Linked DNA regions of Mus musculus: all the other regions are linked to region 5. Evidence: chromatin contacts called from public promoter capture Hi-C data. All regions are on one chromosome and are shown on one strand. Each heading gives the region's core, a stretch centred on a gene start, on an enhancer-like site or on the middle of the called end of the contact. The rest is flanking DNA. Distances are from core to core; before and after follow the strand shown.

Region 1 (4,827 bases), core at 2,270-4,769, 830 kb after region 5:
GCATGAGTGTTTTGCCTGCATATGTGTTTATGCACCATATGCATGTCTGATGCCCTTAGGGGTCAGAAGAGAGCAGTGGAGCCTCTGGAATTCCTTTTCGAGCCACCATGTGGTTGCTGTGAATTGAGCTGGGTCCTCAGGAAGAGCATGGAATTCTCTTAACCACTGAGCCAGCCAACTCTCCAGCCCCTCAGGGGTATGGCTTTGAATAGAAGAGTAGATACCACCGTACTTGTCTTTGGTTTCCGTGACATAAGTAGTGCCTTTATTACCTATACACTTCTGCCATGAAGTGCTAACTTGCCTCAGGATCTGAAGCTAAAAGGACAAACCATGATGGACCAAAATCAACCCAAACTGCAAACCAACTATTTCTTGGGTATTTATTACATTTGCTGAAAACTCACTAATATTGCAAATAATCACACCTATTTGTCTTTTGAAGATCAAGGTGAGGTTTGTTTTTTTTTTTTAAATGTGTTTTATGTATACATATGTGTACATGTCTGTTTATGCATACCATTAAGGGTGGCTTCAGAGTACAGAGCATCAGATCTCCAAGTGAGTCACTCAAGATTGGTGCGAGGATACAAACTCTGGTATTCTGCAAGAGCAGTATGTGTTCTTGACCACTGAGCCATCTCTCCGGCTCTCATGGATGAAGCTTTAAAATCATGAATTGTGGTTTTGTTCCCCAGATCAGTAACAACAGAACTGCGTTAAAACAGTTGTTTAAAAGATCCAGTTGCCGGCATTGCCTCTGAGATACTCTAATTTGGGGAGAGGCATAAATAATATGGCTTTTACATGCTCCCACTCTGTGCTGCGTGGCCAGAATGTAGTTAGAACAAGGTTCTGTACTTCTTCTGTACTTTTTGTTCAAGCACGTCAGTCAGTTAACTATTTTAAAGCTAATCTAGTAATTATCCTGTCCTCTGTGCTTATATATCTATGAAATATGCAAGAAAGCAAAAGGACAAGGTAAGAATGAAAAACACATATTTATTAAATAAAGTTCTTGTTAAAATATAACAGACACTGGATTTGAGCAAATGCTGTTTTGCTATTCTGGAATATGGACACTGTTAAGGCCTCCTTCTAAGTTTAGTTTATTTTTGGTGGTTTTAACCATTGTCAAAGTAAAACACCAAAAAAAAAAAAAAAAAAAAAAACCACTTCACAAAAACTGCAAATGGATAAGTTACATTATTAGCTACATATTTATATTTTAATATCATTTGTTACTATTAACTTCCATAGTCCCTCATATAAGTCAGTAGCTCTTGCAAACGAATTATGCAGTTTTCAAGTTTTAATAATTTTAACCAATAGTCTCACAATGAAAGCATTAAGATGTTTCATATGGAACCTTATATATGTTGATTCTTGCCTATTCAGACCCAAATAGGACCCATTTTCCATTAGGTTTAATAACATTTCATAAAGAACTTCATAGTTTGTATAAGTGCAAACTACAAAAAAGTTTTTTTCATGCTCTAGCACTACACACAAACACCATAATATGCACACATATAATCTTCACATATACCTTACATAGATTATCTGTATGTATAATCTGTATGTATAATTTACATATATATGTAAGCATCACATACATATTTTGCTGGCCTCTTGGTCATATCTGATTGAGTTAGCATTGCTCTTGATTCTACTATATTACACATACAGTATTTGATTACAAATTATGATTAAGAATTTGATTATGAATGTACTCTGGGGTCTGGGGATAGAGCTCCGTTGGTATAGAGTGCTTGATTAGCATGCACTAAATCCTAGGCGCCAAGCTGGCAAGAAGACTCAGTGGTCGACAAAGCTTCAGTTTAATCCTGGAACCTACATGGTGGGAAGACAGAACTGATTTCTAAAGTTGCCTTCTGACCTCCATACACACAGGCCTTGGCACAGGTACACATAATACATATGTGTACACACACGCACATGTATTCTGCCTTGCACCCTCAGTACTCTTACGTGGGAACTATTTGCTGCTGTGGTCCAGAGCTCAGAGCTCAGAGCTCTTTACTTTTTTTTCTTATTGTCTCCAGGCTTAGATGTTTGTTATTTCCTCAGCCTGGAAAACTTGCCCTGTACACTAGGTTTGCTCCTTAACTTCTAGTCTCAATTCAAGGTTGTTTTATCTGTTCGTCCTCCCTCATGGTACATAAACTGTAATACAACTCTAATACCACCTGTCTTACCTCATTAATTTTTTCCTACTTTTCATGACCCAGCATGCTTATTACCTGTGCATTTATTTACCTATTGCTCAGCTTTCTTCACAAAATAGTATTTTAAGGGCCAGAGCATTGCATGTGTAGTTCACTGCTATATCCTTATCGAATGGAATAGTATCCGGCTCCGACAAGGCAGCTGGTAAATATTTATGAAGTAAATGAAAATAGATGGCACTTTTCTATTATCTCCTCCGCTAAGTTAGATGTCTTCCTATTTTTAAAATGTGTTTTGCTTGTTCCGTCTGTTCAAAGAGTGTCATGCTTCTCCTCAATTGCCAGCTTAATTTTTAAAAAGTAGCTAAAGGGACAGTTCTAACTAGAACTGTCAGCTTGAATTTTGTGGATTCCAAGATTGCCTCTATTCTCTCCCTGAATTTCAGAAGGAAATGTGTGTATAGCCATGTCTCCATATTTCCCGTGGGAAAAGCCTCAGCTTCAGTCAGATTCTCAGAGGCTCATTGCACAACTCCAGGGTTTGAGTTACTCTGCTCTCCCTTGAATGTTGTTCAACTAAAGCCCAACACGCTTTACAGGAACCTTATTAGGGTCCCGACCAAACCACCTGATCTTGGAAGTGAAGTTCCTCAGAATTGAAAATAACCCACGAGGCGAGTCTCTAGCTAAATGTCTCTGCTCAATCAGCCAAGCTCTCCTGTGATAGACACTTCCGCCTCTGCCAGACTCGTAACCTGTCAACTACGTTTGTCTCTTGACGTCTGTCTGACTCACCGATTGCTTTAACCGGGATTGTGAAAGGTTTTCTAAGGAACTGCGAGCCTTTCGGCGCCAAGGACTTACTTTGAGTACTCGCTGAGTTCCTTTCCTACTGATCAGTTTTTCAGGCGTGTGCACATACCATGCTCCCCTCGCCCCTGCCGTGTTTCTTCGGAGATGTCCACCCTTCTAACCATGGTCTAGGGGGAGGACGCATCTCTATTCCAAAGCTGTCCTGTCTGTCAGCTACTCATGACTGAATACCTGGATTTGGACAGGAGGCTTCTGTCAACTGGGCTTAGTGATAAGAGGTGACTGCTGTGGCCCAGCGCAGGACGGTCTGAAAATGGGCGAAAAGGCTGTAGGCTCAGCCTGGGTTAGAAAACCCGATCTCGAGGAATGAATGCTGGTGGGAACCCGGAGCTCCCTGCTCCCTGCGAGGGGAGGGGTCAGACTCGGGTCGTGAACTGGGACACTTCTTGGGGAGCCAATAGGAAAGCCGGTCTCAGGTAGTCCCTCACTCGCCCCGCCCCGCCCCGCCCCTCGCTCCGCCCCGGCGCCGCGCGTCGCCAGGGCCGCGGATGCGCGCAGCCGTCCAGCTTCCGGAAGTGCCTCGGTGAGGGTGGTTAGGGCCGAGGTAAGCGCGTAGTTTGGGCGGATCGGAGGGCTAGCCGAGTCCTGGGGTCAAACCTGAAGTCGCTTCAGCTCGCGCACTGTCAGGAGCGAGCTGGGGCGGGGACAGCGGTCTCAGCCCCGTGCCTGTCGCGCTCGCGGACGGCAGGCGCGTGCGGGGGAGGGGACTCGGGGCGGAACGGAAAGTGGACTCTTCCGGGTTGCTCGTCCCAGGAGAGGGATCGGGTCTGTCCGGACTCCGGTTGGACACTGCCAGGTGGCTAACCGCTAGTTACTGGCCCTCAGTGATAACCCCAGCTACCCCTTGCAAACCCCCAGAAGGCTGCCCTAGCTCTTCCTGGGCTTGAAACGTTGCTGCTTGGAAGCCCTGGAGGATCCAGAGCTGTTAACTTTGTTTTTTGTTTTTGTTTTTGTTTTAAAGATTTATTTATTATTATATGTAAGTACACTGTAGCTGTCTTCAGACACCCTAGAAGAGGGGGTCAAGTCTCATTACGGATGGTTGTGAGCCACCATGTGGTTGCTGGGATTTGAGCCATCTCTCCAGCCCACTTTTAATACTTACTTTACAGGGCTGTCAGGAGGGTCATCAATGGCACAAGCAAAGCCTACAGTGGTCTGATAAACAAAGGGCCACCTACATGTGCAACCCTGTGTGCAACCTACGTGTGCATAGAAAAATTGCATTTCACTTCGATTTCTTAAAGCGTCGGTAATACAAATATAACTGATAAATCACGAGTTTCTTCTGTGAGGAGTGAGAGGTAGAGTCTCATCCGGACACAAATCCATACGTCTCTCTATAAGGTAATTTAATTTTGAGTAAATGGACGCCTTGTCACAGATGCCTGGGTGGTAGCCACCAGTTGGCCTCTACTGCATGAAGTAGTAGTATTAATATACAATTTAAATGTGTAAGATTTAGTTTCCCAGAATAGCGCTTCTTGAATAGTCTCCAGATTTGTGTTAGGAACTAATTCTGATCAATCTGACAGGTAGAAATTTTACTGACTGAAATTTTATTATTTTTGTAAAACTCAGGAAATCATTTAGTTAGTGAAGGGGTTTTGTGTATTTCATTTCTAAAAACAGAGCCTTCTTTGAAAGTTGTCCTCCTAAGCCAGTGATTCTCAACCTTCCTAATGCTGAGACTCTTTAATGCAGTTCTTTTCATGGTGGTGACTCCCAACCATAAAATATTTTTTGTTGCTACTTCATAACTGTA
Region 2 (4,251 bases), core at 930-3,429, 740 kb before region 5:
CAAAAAACTCATTGCCAGACACAAGAAACTCCCATTGAACTGTTGGTCAGGGGAGTCCAAGAGACTCCCAAAACAATATAGGCTTTTACCATTGCCCCCGAGTGTTCTCTGAAACTTGATGGTAAGACCCACATACTTCAGACATAAAATTTGGAGGAAACTAACTAGAACTGACCTGGCAGCCTTCTTCCTGAGGAGTTGTATCTAAATGTGCTTTGTAAGCCACCAAAAGAGGAAAGGAATCAATAGTTGTACCCAGTTGTGACACCTACAAAGCACAGTAATTACCAGAACAGCAAGATAACCCCAAGGGGACAATAGTGGCACTTGTATCTTGGTGATAACCAACAGTCACCTAATTGGACTTAAGGCTTGCTTGATGGGAGGGAATTTATGATTATAATACCAAGGTACTATATATGTAGACAAGTTCCCTTGGCTGGAGATTCAGGGACCCTAGATAAGAACCTACCACAGCCATTTTTCTAAACCAATATAATCTCTATCTGTGGCCTAAATATTTATTCTTATGCCCACAGGTAAGTGTAGCTGACCTCTAAAAAAGAAGCTTCATCTGAGGACCATCTTCTCCGTGTGAGAGAGACACTGCACTAATGAAATCTTAACAAAATGCCAGCCCAAAGAAGACCTGTACAGTGACACTGGTTGACACCTGCTGTGATGAAACATCACAACCAAAAGCAACTTGGGGAAAAAGGGGTTTATTTGACCTTACAGTCCTATAGTCCATTATGAAGGGAAGTCATGGCAGTTTTGCTATCCATGGCTTGTTCAACAAGCTTTTCTACACAACTCAGGACCACCTACCCAAGGATAAGGCTCACAGTGAGCTGGACTCTCTCACATCAATCAAGAAAATGCCACACAGACATATCTACAGGCAAATCTGATTTTCTCACTTGAGATTCCCTCTTCCTAGATGACTGGAACTTGTGACAAGTTGACAAAAAACTAACCAACACGGAATCCCTGTGTGGATGGGGAAAATCTTACAAGGTCTCCTCTTTAAATCAAGAGTCACAGACAATCAATGACTAATGACGGGGAGAATCAGACTTATCCAAGGTCTAGAAGGTTATCTAACCTCAAGTGGTCACCTCTAAAACACATGTACATATACACGACACTAAAGGGACTCATCAGGTTGCATTTATATATATGTACCTCCCCCTCTTTGTGTGTGTGTATGTGTACACTGCATAGCAATGATAACGAGAGAAGAATTCATTAATTTGAGGAGTTTGGGGGACATGGGAAGAGTTGGAGGAGGAGCAAATGGGGTGGAAATTATGTCAATACAGTACTTATCTGTGAGATTCTCAAAAATAATAAAATAAATGTAAAAAAATCACACATTCATGTCTTGCTTGGTCTTATGGAAGCTTCAGAAGTAATCTGTGGTTTATTCTAAGATGGTAGAGAAATGACGTAGACATAAGCTTTATCGTTGCATAGTGTAACCATGTAAAGTGCTCATTATTTAAAAGGCCCGCATTAAAATCCTAGACTTTGGCCAGTGGTAAGTTTATTTTCCAATTATAACTACTTACTTAAAAAGAAAAAAAATGATAAAATTCGTCATATCAAGAGATTCCTGCAAATAAAGATAATGTTTGTTTTGCTTTTTGAACCCTTCTCAGCCTTCCCTCATTGGTCTCCTTCACCCTCCATGAAGGACACTACCCCTGAAGCTTGAGAGATGGACTCAGGGGTGAAGAACATGTGCTGCTGTTACAGATGACCCAAAATCAGTTCCCAGCTCACATACCCAGTAGCTCACAAGTGCCTGTAGTTCCAGCTCCAGGGGGCCTGATGCCATTTCTTCCATGGACACTTGTAGTCACGTACACATACCATGCACAGACAAACAGGTGGGCATAGAACAAACACACGTGCACATAATTAAAAATAAAAACCAATGCTAGAAAACCACACTGTCCAGGAAGATGAAAGGAGCAACGGCTGGCAGTGTTTGTCATGGAAACCTTGGCTGTCTGACTGAGGTTTATGGAACGCCAGGAAACACCATGGCTAGCGTTTACAGCCTCCATGACTGTGTTTAGCTGTCAGTCCCTGACAATCTGTTGTAGGTCGGGTCGAGTCTCCTCTGTGCTTTGTGCTGCCTGCCCAGGAGAGCTGTACCACATGGCTAAGATGTCACACGGCTCTTAGTCATGAGGAAGCTGGAGGACATCCTTCCTGTCTGTGCTGATTGTCTTTCAGTCTCACCACTGTTCTGTCTTCGGTTCTGTTTTATTGATTTTTTGTTTGTTTGTTTGCCTGTGCTTTGTTTTCTTTTGTTTTGTGTAGAAGCGTCTTACCCAGAATTCTTGATGCCCGAAATCAAAATCCAAGTGTACTTGCTTAATGGGGGAGGGACAGTAAGGGACATCCTTAACATGGAATCCAAATGAGACCCCACACTCACATTTTACCTCAAACCGTTTTCGTTGGGACATTTGCTAAACAGCAGAGAGGAACGGCAGCTCTCTGGAATAACTCTCGACCTTTGATTTGCTTGCTCATCACGGAGTTCTGGCCCTGCCTTCTATGCTTAAAATGACACAGGTGGATCCAAGGCCAATGCTCAGGCCAATCCAGTTTGAGATATATCATAGGCCTGAAATCCAGCACGGGAGTGAGAGGTCCTGCTGGAATGGATCCTCTTGCAGGGCTCAGTGCAAACATGTGCTGGTCCTGGTAGACCCGAAACCTTTGATGGTCCAGGTGATAAGAACAGAGTAGGGTGCACAGAGTTCCATTATCTGCTAAGCTGTCATCTGAGCTCCCAGCTTTAGCTTTAGCTTTTACACACTGCCATGTAAGTGATTTGTCACTCCCCAAACTAGACTCTGAACATAAGTGACAAATTAAATTATTGTCATGATATATTCTAGTGACTATTGATAGAGATAGTTTCTATCTCTATGCTTCCAAATATTGGGAAATCAGTTTATTGAAAAAAAATAGCGGTGATATTCAGGGCCAGAGTTATGAAATAATCCTGGATTTTTTCTCTGGTTTTGGGATGTGACAGTTTGATGCGTGAATTGTCTTGGTGTGTGTGAAGAACACAGCAATCTACTTACTTTGCTTTCTGAGGAGTTTAGAGGGTGTTCTCTTTTTTTTCCCATCCAATATGGGTATCTTTTCTTCATGACCCCCAATGTCCTTGGGGGAATTCCTGACCTCCTGTATTATGTGCTGAGCAAAGGAGGATTGTTGGCATCAAAGCCCCCTGCAGTAGAAGTGCTGTACAAACAAGATGAGTTGCAGCAGAGAGACCAGTAAAGGCCTTGCTATGTAATTGGCCATGGTAAAGTAGTGCGACCAGCCTCAGAGTGACCATAATGTTGCTGGTTATATGGGCTAGGCCATTAGTACATCTAGAACTTACCTGTGTGGCCAAAGACACCTGTGACTTTATAACATTCTTCCTGCTTTATTAAACAAAAGAGGGGCGAGGCTTGGTGAGGAGCACACAACTAGAACATGATTGATGGACTGAGCCACACTCTCAAAGCTGAATGCTTAAGCATGGTCCCCATGTTGCTTTTTGTTCATTACTCTTGGCAAGCTGTACATCTTAAGCATGGGATGTCTATACATACAACTGTGGTGGTAGAGATGGCGAGCTCCTACTTCCCTACATTGTAGAAATGGAGCAGGCATCATTCTGGGTACCCAGAATCTATCTGCTCCTTGAATCCATAGGTGCATGTTCTGTGTGACTCAGGGAATGTCAAAGACCTCTCCTGCTTATAGGAGTTTACTTGTGAGAGTTGAGACTGGATCCGGGATTTTCCTCATGCCAAGCCTCTGATCTGAGCTATCCCCAGCCTCTTCTCTCCACTCTCCTTTACAAGTTAATCATGGACATTTTCCCTTCTTTGTTACTAAGTAAAACTTCCTCATGGGAATTTTTTTTTTACTATTTCATGAAAAGCAATATTATATACTGTCCACAAGAACATTCATGTCTAGTACAATTAAAAAGAAATATACACTCAAAGAAGGCCGAAGGAAAATGTATTTGTGCCTTGGGCTATCATCCCAAAATACCACAGACCTAATGGCTCAAGCAAGAGAAGATTTGTTTCTACTCCTTCTGGGGTCTGGAAGTTTGAGATCAACATGTCACTAGGTTGGGGTTCTCTTGAGGCTGGTCTTTTAAGCTTGCGGACATTGCTTTCTTCCTGTATCCTCACAGGACCTTTGCTCTGAGCAGCA
Region 3 (4,368 bases), core at 452-2,951, 980 kb before region 5:
TTTTCACTCCATGGGACTAATGAGGATTTCAGTCACAAGCTATGCTATGCTGCTATCTATCAGGTACCACTCTTAATACAGCACAGAGACTGGTGCTAAATACTTTTTAGGGCTTGAGCTCTGTCATGGGTGTGCACACATGTGCTTGCTCATTATGCAGGCATTTTCATGAATTAGTTCATCCAGATAGGAATGATGAAATGGTTTCTGTACTCCTGGGGGGGGGGGGTTAGCCATCCAAAAAATAGTGACCAGGGCTAGAAAGCAACAGAATGGTGGCAGCGCTGGACTCCACGAGGGCCTCAATTTTTCAAAAGCAACATCTGGGCAGAAATTCCATGCTAACTAAGCTTGTGGGTTGATTTTAGTGACGGTACAGCACCCCTTCCGCACACCAAGGGATCAGAGTTCCTGCTGCTTGATTCTGTTTCCCATGCATTTTATAGAGTGTCTTTCAGTTAGCTCATTGCTCTGGTTTAGATATTTAAACCGCATTTCCAAAACACAGAGCAGAGTATGTTCAGAGAAAGTTCATGCGTGTTAGCAGTTAGACTGCAGACCTTACATGTAGCGGCCGTTTGTTGCCTACTCATGTTTCCCTGTGGTGTATATATATATATATATATATATATATATATATATATATATATATATATTATGCTTTCATGGCTTTAACTATTTCTGAAGCACAACTTGAATTCTTGCAATGTGTTGAATATAAAAGACAAATATGATATGAACCCTCAGAATGTACAGTTTCCTTGACACTCAAGGAAGATTGGTTTCAAGATGCTACGGATATTTGTGTCCCATAAATGGAATGGGAAGTAAGGCATGCAGAGTACTGTCACACTTCCACACGCTGTATGTCACCGCCAGGCTCCTTGCTTCACCTACGACAAAGTGAATGCTGTGAAGTGGCTGCTGAACTGCAGCAGAGTACAAGGAAGAGCATGCTGACTCAGCACAGACACGTCCTGTAGCCAAACACTCCTGACTTGGAGGATTAAATTTATGGGCCATGCAATAAAAAATAAAACAAAGAGGATGAATTAACTGTACCCAGGAGAGTTCAGAGCACACTGAGAGCGACAGGCTGGAGAGAGGTGGACAGCTCACAGGTCTCTCTTGGGCCTAAGCTGCTCTTCTAACAGAAGGTTCTGCTCAGGGTTTGAGTGGCCACAGGACCAGTAACCCCACTTCACTTCTACGGTCCCCTAAGAACCTATCTCATCTAAACTGGGCCAGCTGAGACTCCTTCCCTGGGACAGTACAAGGCAGCAGGGAAATGTGACCAGCTTCTTTTACTGACGATGGCCACAGAATAACACGCAGAGGAAATAAAAAGGGAGGCGAGACCAATGCTAGGGAGCAGTGATCCGGAAGGCCTTCACCTTTCCTTCTTCAGTTCAGTTGAAAGCTTCACAGGTACTGCACTGTCCTGGGAGCACAAGGAAGGAGAATTTCCAAACACTGGAGCAATGAATACCTCATTTTCCCCCTCAGCAAACAATATATTTTTTGTCTAGGTTAAAATTTCAAAAGAGCTTTTCCTCTCAGTCTGTTTTTGTAAAAATCCACCAATCGTTTGGCCATTTTTCATTTTGAACTTTTGCTTCCTTCCTCGGGCTCACAGCCTTGTCACACCCTCAGCTACAGGCTCCCTGCCCTCCAGCAACTCCAAGATCAGCTGTGTGTTTACACTCCTAGAGTGAGGAGCATTGGAAACAAAAGTCAGCCTAGCCCAGAGGACAGGGCCTTGCGAGCTCTTACACCTTGTACCACTTGCAGAGTCACCTTCACATGACCTCAGCCATCACTGCTCTGGCTCCTTCTGGGTCTTGGGTCTGCTTTGTCTATTCCTGCATATACACTCGCTCCAGGAAGCAGGCAGTTGGCTCCAGTGTTCCCTGCCTCCTAACCCAGTATCTCATGCAGGAAGCTGAGTCCCTGCTAGTCTTGAGAGAAATGTTCAGAATCAACAGGCCCTGGGACTGTCCTGAAAGCACAGGGAGGGAGGTGCTGGTGGGGACATTGTGACACACTGCTCCAACTCAAACTGCAAGTGCTAATTTCTATACATTGAAGAAAAAGTCCACGCTCAGAAGAAACTATGAAGGTGCTAGGCAGATGGGTACCTCAATGCCACTTACAATGACTATAAGTTGTGTTAGGGAAAATATCCAACTAGGTAACAAGATATATCCTTTCTCCACCCCCTTCTCCCCGCCCCCCCCCCGCCCCCCTCCCCCACAGTGTGAGAGCAACATTCCTCCAAAGGCCCCGCAGAAAGACACACCCTGCAGTTCAGGGCTTGTTGCTCCATCCATCCCCTGGAAAGCTGTCAGTGTGTGTTTGTCATTCCCGTCCAGCTCACAGCTCCTAACAGCTCGATAGTATCTCCATCAATCTCCAACCAGATTAAAAGGGATATTTAAAAAAAATAAAAAGCTCAGAGAGGGGCTCTAGCAGGACCCACATATCATTTCTTCTTACAAATCAGTTAAGATGCCCAGGCAGCTGTCACTTTTCCCTTGTTACCCATGTCCTACTGGTCTACCTCCAATAAACAAACTACGACTCATTCTCATTGAGATTTTTTTTTCCCCATGAGGCATGTGAAATAGCAAATGCAGGCAGTCTGGCATCCATCAAAAGTGGTTTTCATGCATATGGAGACTGGGCAATGTTCTTTGAAGAGGTCACACAGGCCACCTCTCATGAAGGCTTTGTCCTCAAAAGAAAAAAATAAAAAAGGCTCAAAACATTAGTAACCTAGTCCTTATTAAAGTCAAGTGCTGCATCCTAGAGTAAAAGAAACCCCAGCCCTGCCTAGCTCCCAGAGCCTCTACCGTAAAGTGACCTTCTGTTCCTGCCAGGGGAATCTCAATTTGTAAACACTGCTTTCTCACAAAAGATGGAAGGAAAATGAAATATTTATAATACCTGCTCTGAGTAGTGAGGGAGGGTGATTTATTATTCTTATCTTCCCGATTTTTCAGTGTCTATAAAGACCATGCATTTTCTAGTTAGGGAAAAACCAAAAGTAAGGCCAAGCCAGGTGTGTCTCTGGTACACACCTTTAACTACAGCCTTGAAGAAGAAATCAGGGAGATGGCCTGTTAGAGCCTACCCTGACTGCATGACCAAACTGATACAACACCTAGATAGCCACTCTCTAAGTTAACTGAATAAAATAATTACTAAACTCATCCAAACAAAACCAGTATTAAGGGAACCCTAACCAATCATAATCTGTTCTTCCCACAGAGTCACATCGGAAGACAAAATGCTAATCTCAAATAGGTCACACACAGTCACTATCACATAACCAGAATACTCCATGGGCTCAGCCCTCCTAGTCACTAGCTACTTTTCTACCATCTCCCTCGACCTGCTGACCTCCTTCCTTTCACTTTGTATACAGCAGTCAGTGATCTTTCTAGGAGCTAAGCTGGCCATGTTCTTTTCCAGAATAAAGCATGGGCAGCAGCACCCAGGGAATGACGTGAACATTCCAACTTGGCGAGCAAAGCTCTCCTAGCCGTCCATGCTCCTGGACTCTTCTGCTGTCTACCCCTCTCTATACGGCCCTTTCTAAGCAATGCGCCAGTTCTTCGGAGGCAGGCTTTCAGCAGTGTACACGTCATGCTGCCCCTGTGGGGCCCTGCTAACTCACGTCAGGGCTGACTAGGCTCCTCTAGAGTCCATGTTTGGAGCCATGCCTGTACAGAAGCACTGTACTGTAAATGCTGCCGGGTGAGGTATCACCGTTCTCAGAACATGCTTGCCAAGGCCCACTAGGTCCTCACCACTCCTCACCACCAACCCCACTACCCCGCCATTCAGCTCCAGTGCCCCAGCCTCAGGCCATTCTCAAGCAACTGTTGCTTTTCTCCTTCCTCCACCTTCAATGTTGGTAACTAACTCTGTTACCGAGCACCGGCTCCCTCTAACAGGACACAAACTCCTTTTCCTACTCCCAACCAGGCACCAAGAGTAGCCTCTTCCCCTAATGCTTGGCTGGTGTCCTGCAGGAGCTGGAACTCCTGTCTCCTAGCTTCCAGGAAACTCAGTGCTCCAGTGCTCCTCTCAGCAGATTCAGCTTGTATCTCTCAGTGATGGATTCCTCTCCTGGACATCTGAACAAGCCCAGCGCTCCCCAGGCAACCCTTCCTCTTAGCTCCACACCCCTTCCAAGAGCATTATCTACTTCAACACAAGGTGAACTGGAGAGTGAGAGGATGAGTTGAGTTTTCAACGTCCATGCTTCCTCAATGTGGAGTCCAGAGTGAGTGGAGTCTTCTAAAACCTCTAAGAAGGCTCTAAGGAATCTCATTCAAACAGCTGCCAAAGGCTAGAATTCCC
Region 4 (4,254 bases), core at 1,351-3,850, 930 kb before region 5:
AAACCAAACCAAACCAAACCAAACCAAGACCTCCACAGGCCACCTCTGTGGGTTCAGGATGTTTCTCCAGTAGGGCACAGGATCTGGGAAGCTCTTCCAACACGAAGCCAGCAAGTAACAACAGCATCACCTGGCTCAGAGGAGAACTGACCTGATTGATGGAGTTGGCAGCACAGGATGCGAGGCCGGTTCCAAGGGATGTAAGCAGGAAGCAGGACCAGTCGAAAGGGCCTGGAGCCAGTGCAAAGCCTGCTGAAGTGGTGCTTACCACAAGAGCTGCAATACAGACACAGAGATGCTGGTCAGTAGCTGGACTTCTAGGGGAAGGCATGGGGTACAGGAGCCATCTCCCACACAGCAGATGATGATGCCAGCACAAACTCAGGGTGGATATTCTTATACCCAAAACTCTACATTCTGGCTAGCAAGATGGCTCCATGGGAAAAAGATCCTGCTCCAAGCTTGCCAACCTGAATTCAAACCTTAGGACCCATATGGTAGGAGAGAACCAACTCCTATAAGTTGTCCTCTGACGGCCACATACATACCATATACACGTATATGCATGTATACACACACACACACACATACAAAATGCAATATATTTTTTAAAATATGCACTTTTCTGATTTAAAAGTTGTAGATATAGAATACATAAAAATATTTCCTTTTAGACTCCATTAGACTTAAAGGTAGGAAAATAAAAAGGGTCTTCCAGATTCATCACTCATTCATTCAACAAATATTTATGGACTAGCAATTTGCAAGCAGTAATATACCAATGCTGGCAACTATAAAAGATAAAGCTTTGCTCAGTGTTCTAAGTAAACTGAGAGAGGTAGGACACCTTTTTAGTATAAGTACCACACCACAGCAAACAGTAGGGCTTGAACTTTGCCTTGCCTGCAACAGAAGTTCATGGGGCCATAATGGAATAAAGAAAGATGGTGGCACCATAGCCACCATCAGTGTGCAAATGGAGCCATATGGCTCACACTAGCAATGAGGTCCCTGCTCCTTGGGAGGCCCTGGTGTTTACTTCTTTGAGTTTACAGAGCTAAGAAGAGTCTATGAGAGGCATGGAGGTAAGCAGTAAGAATTCCCCAGACGATTCTTCGATGGTGAGCTAATCAGGAAAGCTTCAAGCTAGCACTGCACTGTGGAGAAAGGAGAAATGGAGAGTGTGATCAGATACACAACACAATAGGGAGATGGGGATGCTGTGTGTTCTACACGGATGATGTGTACCCGGGGGACACGGGTACTGTCTGAAGACACTGTGTGCCTGAATGTGCAGGTGCACACATGCACTGAAGGTCAGAAGACAACCTCTTCTGTTGCTTCAGTATAGGTGGAGACAACGTGTATTTTAGAGACAATGTTCTATCACGGCCTAAGACTTGATAACTAGGCTAAGCTGCTGGCCCATGAGGCCCCAGGGACCTTCTTGTCTCTGCCTCTCCAGTACTCAGATTACTCAGTACACCATGTCAGGCTTTTTCTCTCTTTTTTTTTTTTAGATTCTAGAAGTAAAATTGGGTCTTCCCAGTTGCTGAATGAACTACCTTCCCAGGCCTGGAGCTAGTTTTGGTTGCTGTAACTGGGGGAAGAGAAGATGCTATTTTCTGGAGAGCAAAGGCTATTGTTCTTCTGCCTATCTTTCAGTGAGTACACAGGAAAGCCCACAACAAACTTCCTGTCTGCTCTAACTAGAAACTCTAACACCCTGATCTAGTCCAATCCATCACTACTGGAGCTTCCTCCCTGACTGGTCTCCAGATCCCACAGTGCTTCTCTTTGGAATGAGCTGGGCACAGATCACAGCCCCTCACCTCCAACGGAAGTGGTTGAAATTGTACCTGCAATAACGCTCAAACTCTCCTTGGCTGTACTAAAGCGCGTCCACTGCTCCTCAGCTGGCTCACCACTGCCCAGTCACGTGGAGCTATGTACTTCAGGGTCCTTGCTCTCTCCCTCTTTGAGCTAGCTCCTTCTCCTTCTTTGGGTTCCATTTAAGATGTCCTTCCTAGGGAGACCATCTCTGGCCATCTCATCTACAGCAGGCCAGTCCAGAAGCTCGCTCCCGAGATCATCCTCTGTTTCCTACCGGCACTCACCACACAGTGACTCCTCACAGAAATGTAAGCTCCATGAAGACCAGAGTCCCGTGGGCATAGTTCCTGCTCTATCCTCAGTGTTGTCACCATGGCCAGAAGAGAGGGGTATGTACTGGAGGCACAGGAGGGAAGGTGGCAGCTGCCAGACTGGACTTTATGTCATTTGGTAGCCAGCTGAGAGTCCCTGGGAGTCTATGCAGGAAGGAGACCCACTGTGAAGTCCAGTTCCAGGCCGTGCAGGGACAGGGAAACAATCTACCAAGTGACCGCATTGATCCCCTGTGAATGAGCACAGGGAGAATGCGCAATGGGAACACTAGGGTTGTACGGCATTAGAGAACTGTCAGAACGCCGTGCGCAGGAGAGGGGGGAAGACAACAAGGAAGAGGAAGGAGAGTGTTTGCACGCAGGCAGCGTGGAGGAGAGCACAGAAGAGCACAGCAGAGCACAGGCGATGAGCTGTACATCAGGAAATGTGCTGCTTCTGAGGAACCGCAGGGCACGGTGGGGTGGGGTAAACATATAGACAAGGCACAAAACAGGAGCTCAGAGGAGACACTGGGAGACAGGAGCACAGGGCAAAGGGGACAGAAATCATGAGCAGTGTGTGCCCGAGAAGGTACGTATAAAAACCCTCAGACCATCACAGCTTGAGGGAAAGCATGGAAGATCCACAGGCTTGGAGATTAGAATTATGGAGATGGGGTGCACTCCTGAAAGTTACATAAGGGAAGGGAATGGGGTGGGACTACTGCCTCCAAGGGTACATGCTAGAGAAGGAAATGGTATCCATCGCCTACAGCTTGTCCTTCAGTCTAGTCTCATCAGAGGCTTACAGAAGTCCTTCAGTTTTACCATATGGACAAGCCCTTTCCTAATACCTGGATCACATACAGTTTCCCTGTGTGTGTATGTGTGCACGCACATGCGTGTGCGTGCGTGCAGATACATGCACATATATAGTATAGGTCACAGGCTGATGTCCAGTGTCTTCCTCACTTCCCAGTGTTCTCTCCACCCCTCCCCTGCCTTTTTCTTGAGCTAGGCTTCCTCATTTAACCTGAGACTCACAAGTCAGCTGGCCAACAAGCCCTGGGGATCTTCTTGTCTCTTCCCTCCAGTGCCAGGACCCCAGGCATGCACCGTCACGACCACTTTTACCTGGGGAATGGGCATCTGAAGTCGGGTCCCTGGCTGGTGGAGCAAATATTTTGTTTACTAGGCCATCTCCTCAGTGTGGTCTCTTAAATTTCTATTTTTCTTTAGCTGTGTTCCATGTCAATTTGAAATGTAAAACAAGTATATGGGCTAAGAATACTGTCTATGCCAGCCAGCTTTCTGTGACTAGAACAAGCACGTGAGAGAATCAACTTATGAAAATGACAGCAACCACTCATTACTGTGGTAGAATTTGGAACCTCTAAGACCTTTCCAGAAAGGGTGACACACCAACAATGAATATATCTGTTGACTCCATCAAAGCATCCCTCAAAGGAGAGTCTCTAACAGCACGCCTCTTGGGCAAGAGGCCCTTCCTTTGGCACAGTGGGTGCAAATGCAGTGAGCATCTGACATTCCCTTGGCAGGCAAAGGACTACAGAGCAGAGAAGCCAGGGCAGGGCTGAGGGGGCAGGCCTCTATGAGGGCTACAGAGACAGGCAGGTCAAGAGATGAAGGAACAAAAGAGGCTGGTCAGACACTAGAGGCACTCAGCGATCCCTCGGCTTGGGGGACAGTATACCTGTCCCCTAGACACAACACTGCACGTCACAACAGGTGCACATGACGGCGTGGCAGCAGCTAGCACCTGGCAGGACCTGGGACAGTACAGCAGGCTCAGCATTTAGACAACATTTATTTCGAAGGAAACATTCTGGGAGCAGTTTTTTAGCTCTGGTTCTGTAATGACTTATGCTCCAAAGACAACTCCATGGTGATTCCAGGCCTTGAAAACGACTGTTGTGTCAGCTACCATCACAGTAGCTGACAAAGTACTATAATCAATGAACTGTCAAAAACAAACAAAAAGCCTGAAGACTTTGCCTTGTTTAAAGTTGAAAAGGGTATACAAGCGTAAGAAAACTTCAGATGGGCAGCGATGCACGTCTTTAATCCCAACACTTGGGAGACAGAGGCA
Region 5 (4,251 bases), core at 644-3,143:
ATGGTAATTGTCACAGAGCCAGTTTCATATTCAGTGAGGCTCTCCAGTAAACACCACGCCACATTCCTCAAGTGTGCTTTCTGAATTTCTAGAGGATTCAACGGAGAGCTCTGTTGTGGAGAAACCCTCAAGAGCCTCTGAAATGGTAGTAGGCCTTTTTCTCAAATGACCCACACTGGGACACGGAATGTTACAGTGACTCGCACATAGTCATCCTCTCAGTCTGCCCTCCCTCTTTCTCTGCTAGCCTAGATCCACTAAGGACCCCAGGCTGGGCTTGACCTCAGGGGAGCCATCATTCCTGGATGTTACTGTTTTGAAATGTATATGGATGTTTTTTGTGAATGTATGTTTGTACTTCAGGTGCCTAACTGATACCTGCTAAGGTCAGAAGATGTGAGTTTCTGTGGGAATGGAGTCTCAGAAGATAACTTGTGAGTCACCATGTAGGTGCTGGCAACAGAAACTCCGACCTCTCAAAAATAGTGATCTTGAACTATGATCGATCCATTTGGTCTCAGCATTAAAAAAAAAAAAAAGTGTGTGTGTCTTCCTGCCCATCCACCCAAGTTGGGAAAGGGTCTCATGTAGCCCCAGGTTCACCTCCAACTCACTATCTTGATTGTCCAGCTCCAGCCTCAGAGCCACCTGACAGTCCAGCCTCAGACATCTGACAGTCTCCCTGAATACTTGTTTAAATACATTTCCTGCAGGTGGCAACATTTTCTTCTCCATAAATTTCTATTATTTATTCTGCGTATCTCTTTAGTGCCACTCAAAGCACCGACCATCAAAGGGCCTTTAGCCAACCAAGCATGCCAAATACGACTCTGGCAGGCCTTGGCTTCACCGCCATACCCTCCATCTTGCTAAAAATCATTAGATTACATCCATAAAGCTAGACACCAAGGTCTATTCCCTTATTTGACCATTTTCTCCTCTTGAGGCTGACCACTAAGGTCCAGCTAACAAAGCACTGAAGTCCAGCCCCTTGAAAAGCCCCCTTTGGCTTATGTAATTAATATACACAATCAAAACAAACCAACTTATCCTAACATCGGATTTTTTTTTTAACCTTTATGAACTGTTATTTGCCTATGGGTCGGTCTCCTCCCTATCCAGAGGCAGCCCTTCGTGTTTCGGGTGCAAATACTCCTCTCTCCTCTCTCTTGACCCTTTTCTCTTCGTCCTAGTCTCTATCTTCTTTCTTTGTCTCTTATTCACTGCCTTTTGTCTCTCTGGGGAAAATAAATCTCCTTTGTTCTGAGAACTTGGTCTTGGGGTGTCCTAAGTCGACTTTCGAGGTCCCCACAGCCATGTTAATTCTAAATATCTCCCAAAGATAAGCACTGTTAAACTATTTCCGTCTTGAAGTAAGGAATGCAAGGCAGAGAGGACCGGCTCATAACAGCAATAAGACGCAACACTACGAAGTTTACTTAGTCTTTTCATCTCTATTCTCACGCCAAAACAAAGAATATCATCTGAAATGTGTTCTTATGGTGGAAATCAAATTAGCCAGATCTATCTCCCATGAGATCGTCACCATCATCATAAGCAAGAACAATGCAAACTTGGAATACTTTTGTCGAAGGGCAGAGCTCCTGACAGAAGACGATGAACCTGAAAAAGACTCAGTCCTTTCCCAGTAATGCCTTTCGAGTACTTGCACTCTCAGAAGTCCCGCTTCCGCCAAGTGACAGTAACCGGAAAACGTCAACAGGGAAAGCCGGAACCGGTGAGGGGGGCGGGGCCTCCGGCGACGCTCTAGCTTTCGCTTACTCTACGTCCACCTTGATTGACAGACTCCGAGCTCCAAGGCTCGTTACGATTGGATGCGGAGCTTTGGATGGGCGGGCAGCTAGCGCGGCGGCGCGCTGATTGGTCAGTTCCGCCATGCGGTGGAGGGGCGGTGCTTGTGGCGGCGTGAGGGGTCTGGCTGCCTTGTCAGCCTGGTGTGGTCGGGTGCATGTGGGCGCTCCGCTCACTGTTGCGTCCCCTTGGCCTGCGCACCATGTCGCAGGGTTCGGCTCGTCGGCCGCGGCCATCCAAAGACCCACTGCGACACCTGCGTACGCGGGAGAAGCGCGGCCCGGGTCCCGGGGGCCCGAACACCGTGTACCTGCAGGTGGTGGCGGCGGGCGGCCGGGACGCGGGGGCTGCTCTCTATGTCTTCTCGGAATACAACAGGTCAGAGTGGGCCGACAGCCCTGGGGGATTGGCCCCAGCGCCACGTGCTCGGGAGGCCTCCTGTCCAATCCTGTATATATCCCTTACCTCCCTTAGTCAGCATGGCTTTCAGGTATCCGGGCAAAACTTCCCGTGCCCCGACTCTCACCATCACCATCCCAAAGCGGGGGCCTCACCGTGAGTGTGTGGGCTAGACCGGTTTCATAAGTCGATGGGGAAAGACATCACTCCCCATTGATCTATACCAAACTACACTCTTCCGTCACTAACCAAAGAGGGCTCAAAACCTACTAGGCAGTATGAGAACCCTGTCATTTATGTCGCTGTATCTACAGTAAAGCATTTTACAGAGTATACTTGTAAGTACAGTAATGTTCCTCCTGTAGGTACCTTTTTAACTGCGGAGAAGGCGTCCAACGACTTATGCAGGAACACAAGTGAGTCAACTCCTGGCTTCTGGGGTGGAGATGATTATGGGCTTGAAAGCTGAGGTGAGAGGCAGATGAGACTTCTCAGCAGACACGGTCTCTGGTCGTCTTTGTTTCATCTGGCTGAAATGTATGTTTTTTTCTTAGACTGAAAGTCGCTCGCTTGGACAACATCTTTCTGACTCGGATGCATTGGTCAAATGTTGGGGGGTTGTGTGGTGAGTATGTGTTTGGAGGTCAGGGGCCGGTGGGAAGTTTCTGGGGGCTTAACATGGCTTGCAGCTCATTTGTTCATCTTCCTAGCCCAGGGGAGATAGAATTCCTGGTACACTAGCTTAGTCAGCTTGAGTAGGGGGTGTGAAAACCTAGACTCGGAAAAGTAGGCCTTGATATGGTTACAACCTCCACCTGGACCACAGATTTAACAACAGAGTGCTGTGGTGGGTGCTGATCAGACTCTGCAGCTGGATTCAGACACATACTGTCATCCAGACTGTGTGGCTGCCAGATTTTGAAAGCATAGTAGTATGGGCAGAGGAGAGAATGAGGTAGTGGACTGTGCCCTCCTCCCCCTTGCATAGCAGACCCTGCTCTGATGCATGGTTAGATCAATGCTAACATTATTTTCTCTTTATGTATTGTATAGTTGCTTATACCCTAGAACAGGGACACGTAGGTAAATAACTAGTATAGCCAGAAGCACCCCACCACCATGCACACACACACACACACACACACACACACACACACACACACACACACACACACATACCACATACCGGACAGGGCCTGCAGGCTAAGTTGAGAGTGCTGGATTTTTATTTATTTTCTCTTTACATTCTTTTAAGGAATGATTTTAACTTTAAAGGAAACCGGGCTTCCCAAATGTGTTCTGTCTGGACCACCACAGCTGGTGAGTGTCTCCTGGTCACCCGTTAAAACCACCTCCTTTAAAAATGGTAGCAGTCTTCATTTTTGTAACTTAACCTTCTGCCCTCAAGGATAACAGGTAGTGGAGTTAAACACATCTCCTTTCATAGTATGTAAATACTAACTGTGTGGTCCTGGGTGAGCTACTTTGCCTCTCAGCCCCAATTTCTTAATTTATAAAGTGGCCAGAATGATCCATAGGTTGTTAAAGTTGAATTGCGTGAAGTGGTACATGGGAGGGACTAAATCACTCACTATGGTACCAAAGAAGGACTTCATGAATTACAGCGTTCTTTCTTTCCTATTCAACTTAAGACATCTAACTTTGTCTCTAGCTTCTCTTCTTCCTCCTTGAGCTTTCACTCTCTGTGAACCAAATTAGCCTTGCTTGTCAGTTCCTACTTCTCAGCAGTCCTCCCCTGTGTGGCAGCCAGAACATGGTGTACATGCAGGGCACTGCTTCCCGCCCTAAGCTTTCCCTGTGTGGTGTGTGTGTGATCCACAGGGTGGTCTTTAAGTCCCACAAGCCCAGGCTGCTGTTCATACTTCTACCTGTGTCATCGAGCTGGAGCCACGAGGGCCAGCCCTGCCCCTTGTCTTGCTTTCAAAAGTCATTCCCCCTGGAGGTGTACCACACAAGTTGGTGTCTGCCCCGTCTTTCATTTCTTTCAGAGTACCTGATTGTTACTGAGTTGTTTGTGTT
Region 6 (4,953 bases), core at 1,715-4,214, 810 kb after region 5:
AGGCAGTCTTTTGGATAGCAAGATTATGAAATGGGAGGCAGCCTGGAAAACACAGGAAGAAGTCATCTCAAAAAGAATAAATAAAAATAAATCCGAAGAAAAACACTGGTAGGGCTGGAGAGATGGCTCAGCGGTTAAGAACACTGACTGCTCTTCCAGAGGTCCTGAGTTCAATTCCTAGCAACCACATGGTGGTTCACAACCATCTGTAATGAGGTCCGATGCCCTCTTCTGGTATGTCTGAAAAGCAGCAGTGTACTCACATACACAAAATGAATAAATCTTTAAAAAAAAATGATGATGATGTGAAGAAGAAAAAAAAGACACCAGTAAAAAAAAGGGGGGGGGGAGGGGTAGTTTAGCTCAAACCTAGAAAAAAATAATTTGCTACTTAAACTCAAGTTTGCTAATTCAGATTATGCTACACAGCACCTTAAACATTTCAAGCATTTCTTTATTCTGAGCAATCAAAACAAGTTCAAAACACAGGATATAACTATCATGTTCCTGCCTCAAGGAAAGATATATCAGTATATATCAGTAAAGATAAAAACAAAAACAAAACAGGGTCTCAAGAAGTGGCTCAGGGCTTAAGAACACTAGTTGCTTTTGCAAGGGAGCCAGGTTTGATTTCCAGCACCCACTTGGTAGCTCAGAGCCATCTGCAAAGCCAGCCCCAGGGGTTTGATGACATCTTCTGACCTTTCCAGCACCAACCATGTGGTGTTCATACATACATACATACATGCAAAACACCCCCCTCTTCCCCTCTCCGCACCCCCACCACCTCTCTCTGGTAGGTCTTTTAAAAATTCAGCAATAATTCTAAGACAGTTTAGGGCCCCTTTAAGTAGAGTTCCAGATATCAAAAAGCAGAGATGGACAGTAAACATCAGAATTCCTGACCATGTGACTCAGAGTTCCTAGATGGTCTGCCCTCTTCACTGTTCTCATTGCCTAGGCCCCATCTCTGTTCTTTCCAGATAGGCTTTCTCTGTCATCTTATCAAGGAGATGGCCCTGTAATCTTCTATCACAAAACCCAGCCCGTTGCCTTCATTTTTCTTAAGCCATTTCTTGTTTACCTCCATGTCTTCCCTCCTGCATCCTCAAAGGGACATGCTCCATCAGAGGTGAGACAGCTAGGTTCACTAGTCTCTACACACTCAAAAGGGAGCTCTACGCTGGCTCTAAGCAGCTCCATCAGAGGTGAGACACTGGGTTCACTAGTCTCTACACACTCAAAAGGGAGCTCTACGCTGGCTCTAAGCAGCTGCTCAAGATTTTCTGAACAAGAAAAAAAAATGTATACAGATTTTTCAAACGGTCAGCCACGTCTCTCAAAACACACACACACATACACACACACCTGAAATATATTCATTGTTTTACTGAGTTATTTATTGTGTATTCAAGGGTAGAGGTCAGAGGACAACTTGAGAAAATCAGTTCTCTCCTGCCATGTATATCCCAGGGATTGAGCTCAAATCAGGCTCTGTCTCTACCCTTAAAATATTTAAACTTTAAGTCACCCACTGTGGACAGGGCAAAAGAGATGAGAACCCCAAATTATCTTAACAAACAGTAAAGGTGTGAGATGAAGAAAATCCATCTTGTATTTTGTATGGAGCATAGCAGGCATCCAATAACTAACTAAATTTGAATTAATTAGCTTAGGACCTGTACAGAATATATCTTCTGAATGAAATGCTCAATCTGTTTATATACTATCCCATAAATGTTTCTTATGGGAAGGGATGTAAATACAGATCGTATTTCTGCTGCCCAAATCATGGTATGCTGGCATAAACACGAAATTTTCAACATATAATCTGTTGAACTTCATTAGACACAAGGAGCGCTTTATGAAGAGTTGGTATCATACTGATACCAAAGATATCCAAACGACTCTAATAATTCAACATAAGTCGTTTGCTAAAGTTGTCAAGAGATTTCTGGGCTTGCCTGTGTCAATCCCCCCAATAAACCTAAGAAATGGACTCGGGCCTGTTATTTTCACAACACCCCCTGTCAAATCCCACACAGAGCTCCTAAGGCCTCCCGGTGAGGAAAGGCCATTACAGGGGAGCTGCCTCAGATGCCCAGACATGATCACTTTGACCTCTGCCATTCGGTTTCCTGAATCTCTCTCCCTTTCAGCCCAACTCGGTCTTCTATTTTTATCTGATTTTTCTTTTCTGCATGCGAGGATAAGACACATCTCGGGCCTGGGTCGAAACGCCTCTCCGGGGCCAATGGCTGTCTCCCCACCTTACAGGTGGCCCAGGGCCTCGCAACCCCCCGCCCCTCCCACGCAGACACCCTGCAAAGTTTTGGGGACGGGGGGACAGCGCAGTGGCCCTATTCCAGCGGCGCACCGTGAAGCGCAAGATGGCCCTGAGCCGGCCCCACTGCAGCGCGCGGGGGCGGCGGGGCCGAGGGCCGGGACGCGGCCGACCTGCGAGCCAGAGGCCCGGCCGCGCGCGTTCCCGGAGCCAGCGGGCGCCAGGTGAGCCGCGGGCGGGGGCGGCCAGGTGGGCCGGAGCGGGCAGAGCCAGAGCCGCCACAGCGTTCACCGAAACCCGGCCCGGGGCGGGGATCCCGGGGCGAGGCCGGGCCCGAGACGCGGAGCTCGGGCGGCTTCCTCAGACAGCCCCGGGGACGCAGCGGCTCCACAGGCCGCGGCTCGGCCGAGCGCCTCGCGAGGGGGCCCCGGGGTCTCTGCGCGCCCACCGTCCTTACCCTGCATGCTGCTGACCGCCGGGTGGCCAGAAGCTGGAGGTCCGATGGGCCCCGGGGTGCCGCCACCGCCCCCGGAGCCGCCGCCGCCGCTCGGGCTCGGAGCCGCCATTGTTGGAAGTGAAGAGCCGAGCGGCGCCGCGGCGGCTGCAATGCAGCAAGCTCGGCCTCTCGCTCCGCTGAGGGCGCGGCGTGCGCCGCCTTGGCCACGCCCCGGGCACGCCTCCGTCACGCCCCCGGGCACACCCCCACTAGCACTGACGCGCAGCCTGCAATACAGGTTGAGCTGCAGCGCCCAGCACTGAGGGCAGGGCCTGAAGTCCTGGATCAGGGTGACTCTCAACCTACCACTCAGGGACCCATAGTGGCTTGCAGAATCAGAAATATATGTGCATTGAGAAAAGGGAAAGACTTACAGCCCCAAAGCTTTAGAACTCCCTTCTCTGAACCTCAGAACCCAAAATCAGAACACGTAGAGTTCTACGAGATCTCAGAAGTCACGCTTCCTGTCCAGTCTCTGATCCATCACTGCAGAAGAGATGACAATAACTGTGGTCTCAACCCAGAGCTCTCTGTTCTGCTGGGGACTAACAGGAGTATTTCACTGACAAAAAAAAAAAAAAAAAAGTATCAGAACCCGAAAGAAAAAGTTCCGGTGTAGGCTTTTCAGTCCAGAATCCATGCCAAATATTTTGTTAATTTATTCTGTGTGGGAAGAAGACAGCAAACAGCAAAAGGTGAGGCTGTGATGGCCTTCAAACGCATCTCTTTTTCAAGCGCAGATCAGAAGGTGGCTTTCTTTGAAGGAAGTTATATTTTAGTTCCAGAAGAAGAATCAAAGAGCATAAAGCTGTCCGTGACGACACATGCCTTTAATCCCAGTGCTTAGGAGGCAGATCTCTCTAAGTTTTCAGTCAACCTGGTTTATGGATGGGTTCCAGAATCTTCTCTAAAAATGGTTTTAAGGATGAAAAACATCAAATAAAATACTTCTTCCAAAACAAATCGCCATTTTAGGAAACATGGGTGGACGCAAAAGAAAAAAAAAACAATATAATATAGTTGCGTTTTTATTTTTATTTTTTATTTTTAGCTTGGGCACTTTAACACCCAGGGGAAAGGCATCAAAGGTTCCATAATTTGCTAGCAATAAAACAAGAATCAGATCCTGTCACTACCAGACTCTGACCCCAGTGTGTCATGGCATTTGACTTGTCAGGAAAGTTTCCCAGCCGGCTCTAGTATCACTATGGTGTGTGAGTGTGGTGTGTGAGTGTCATTTCCACAGTTCCTTGGGGGCTGAAGCAATGCAAAGAAATAGCTTAGAGGAATTTGAATTTCCCTCTTTCCGTAAGCTTCATGAGCGTCCCAATCTCAGTCTTTGGTGTAAATAATAAATATCTCACAGTCTTAGGGAAAGTGCTTTTGTAAATCTCTCACCCCACTTCCAACAAGTTTATAGTTATTTAATAATGTATATTATATTATAATTATATGCATTATTTATATAGTATATAGTATATATTATAAAATATATATTATAAAATATGTATTATACTAGTTATATATATTACAAAATATATAATATGATATATACTTGTATAATATGTTATTATATTACATTATATTTTTTATATATTGTGCATATATATATGTATATATATATATGCACCAATCTCTTAAAGACATCACTGGAGTTTGAATGAATGCTAGAAGATGCATATATTATTGTTTCCAATATTCCCTTAGAAGGTGTATAGGTCATATAAAAGGACTTTAATCAGACTAGGGAAACATTGACCCACCATAGTTAAATGAACATGAAAGAGACAGCAAGTAACAAAGAAACCTGGGGAAAACACTCAACCCAGCAAGTTCATGAAGGTAAGGGTGTGTTCCTGGGGTGTGAACCAGCCAAGCAATTTGTCTAATGTTGGGCTTGTGATAAAGCTGGCCTGGATTTGCATCGCTGTTGGTATTGTAAACTAATAGATAAGGACTGAGAACAAGAACCTCTCATTAAGTCTACAGGTGGGCAGAAACAAGACAGGACTTGGGCTTGTTAAAGCTGATGAAGCTGTGTGCATGCCTTTTGCTTGTTCTTGTGTCCCTATTTTTCTTGTAAGTTTCTGTGTTGTGTTTATTATAGACTGAGTTGGATTCCTCAGAACTTGTTTGTTGAAGTCCTGAGCCCTGGCATTGTGACAAGGGCTGT

The links. Promoter capture Hi-C pulls out the DNA fragments that hold promoters and counts their contacts.
Region 1: a contact with region 5 is called in a promoter capture Hi-C map of pre-B cells. The contact joins the promoter of Zkscan6 here to the promoter of Elac2 in region 5. A contact is called at or near these places in 5 of 39 promoter capture datasets (the C10 cell line, embryonic stem cells, hematopoietic stem and progenitor cells and 2 more), 8 of 484 Hi-C or Micro-C datasets (B cells, CD8 T cells, the G1E-ER4 cell line and 4 more), 4 of 115 datasets of contacts at active chromatin or transcription factors (bone marrow-derived macrophages, large pre-B cells, memory CD8 T cells and 1 more) and 3 of 9 other capture datasets (adipose tissue, liver and macrophages).
Region 2: a contact with region 5 is called in a promoter capture Hi-C map of trophoblast stem cells, with 6 times the contacts expected there. The contact joins the enhancer-like site here to the promoter of Elac2 in region 5. A contact is called at or near these places in 6 of 39 promoter capture datasets (the 3T3-L1 cell line, cranial neural crest, hippocampal neurons and 3 more) and 3 of 115 datasets of contacts at active chromatin or transcription factors (bone marrow-derived macrophages, embryonic stem cells and stem cell-derived neural progenitor cells).
Region 3: a contact with region 5 is called in a promoter capture Hi-C map of embryonic stem cells, with 5 times the contacts expected there. The contact joins the enhancer-like site here to the promoter of Elac2 in region 5. A contact is called at or near these places in 13 of 39 promoter capture datasets (the 3T3-L1 cell line, the C10 cell line, cranial neural crest and 6 more), 2 of 115 datasets of contacts at active chromatin or transcription factors (large pre-B cells and stem cell-derived neural progenitor cells) and 1 of 9 other capture datasets (macrophages).
Region 4: a contact with region 5 is called in a promoter capture Hi-C map of liver, with 2.3 times the contacts expected there. The contact joins the enhancer-like site here to the promoter of Elac2 in region 5. A contact is called at or near these places in 15 of 39 promoter capture datasets (the 3T3-L1 cell line, 3T3-L1-derived adipocytes, the C10 cell line and 9 more), 5 of 115 datasets of contacts at active chromatin or transcription factors (astrocytes, embryonic stem cells, extraembryonic endoderm stem cells and 2 more) and 2 of 9 other capture datasets (embryonic stem cells and macrophages).
Region 6: a promoter capture Hi-C map of pre-B cells shows a contact between it and region 5. The contact joins the promoter of Map2k4 here to the promoter of Elac2 in region 5. A contact is called at or near these places in 7 of 39 promoter capture datasets (the 3T3-L1 cell line, embryonic stem cells, erythroid cells and 4 more), 4 of 484 Hi-C or Micro-C datasets (B cells, CD4 T cells, embryonic stem cells and 1 more), 1 of 115 datasets of contacts at active chromatin or transcription factors (astrocytes) and 2 of 9 other capture datasets (adipose tissue and macrophages).

Annotation. Positions count from the first base shown.
Region 1 is chr11:65,803,656-65,808,482 of GRCm38.p6, forward strand. Zkscan6 (zinc finger with KRAB and SCAN domains 6) reads left to right here and starts at 3,520. Exons shown (of 7, transcript NM_001302374.1): 1 at 3,520-3,606.
Region 2 is chr11:64,238,657-64,242,907 of GRCm38.p6, forward strand. No RefSeq gene overlaps it. Among named protein-coding and RNA genes, the nearest start is that of Gm12290, 76 kb to the left of the region's middle. Within about 2 kb of position 2,180, at least 1 of the 459 cell types and tissues checked has an H3K27ac peak or open chromatin away from gene starts, as enhancers often do. A contact at or near this core is called in trophoblast stem cells, where this site is marked.
Region 3 is chr11:63,998,645-64,003,012 of GRCm38.p6, forward strand. The region is part of intron 4 of Cox10 (heme A:farnesyltransferase cytochrome c oxidase assembly factor 10); the gene reads right to left. Among named protein-coding and RNA genes, the nearest start is that of Gm51866, 32 kb to the right of the region's middle. Within about 2 kb of position 1,702, at least 27 of the 459 cell types and tissues checked have an H3K27ac peak or open chromatin away from gene starts, as enhancers often do. A contact at or near this core is called in embryonic stem cells and trophoblast stem cells, where this site is marked.
Region 4 is chr11:64,045,076-64,049,329 of GRCm38.p6, forward strand. It overlaps Cox10 (heme A:farnesyltransferase cytochrome c oxidase assembly factor 10), which reads right to left. Exons shown (of 7, transcript NM_178379.3): 4 at 152-276. Among named protein-coding and RNA genes, the nearest start is that of Gm51866, 14 kb to the left of the region's middle. Within about 2 kb of position 2,601, at least 33 of the 459 cell types and tissues checked have an H3K27ac peak or open chromatin away from gene starts, as enhancers often do. A contact at or near this core is called in liver, where this site is marked.
Region 5 is chr11:64,977,142-64,981,392 of GRCm38.p6, forward strand. Elac2 (elaC ribonuclease Z 2) reads left to right here and starts at 1,894. Exons shown (of 24, transcript NM_001362983.1): 1 at 1,894-2,190; 2 at 2,577-2,627; 3 at 2,766-2,836; 4 at 3,467-3,531. The coding sequence starts at 1,970.
Region 6 is chr11:65,785,395-65,790,347 of GRCm38.p6, forward strand. Map2k4 (mitogen-activated protein kinase kinase 4) reads right to left here and starts at 2,965. Exons shown (of 11, transcript NM_009157.5): 1 at 2,742-2,965. The coding sequence starts at 2,850.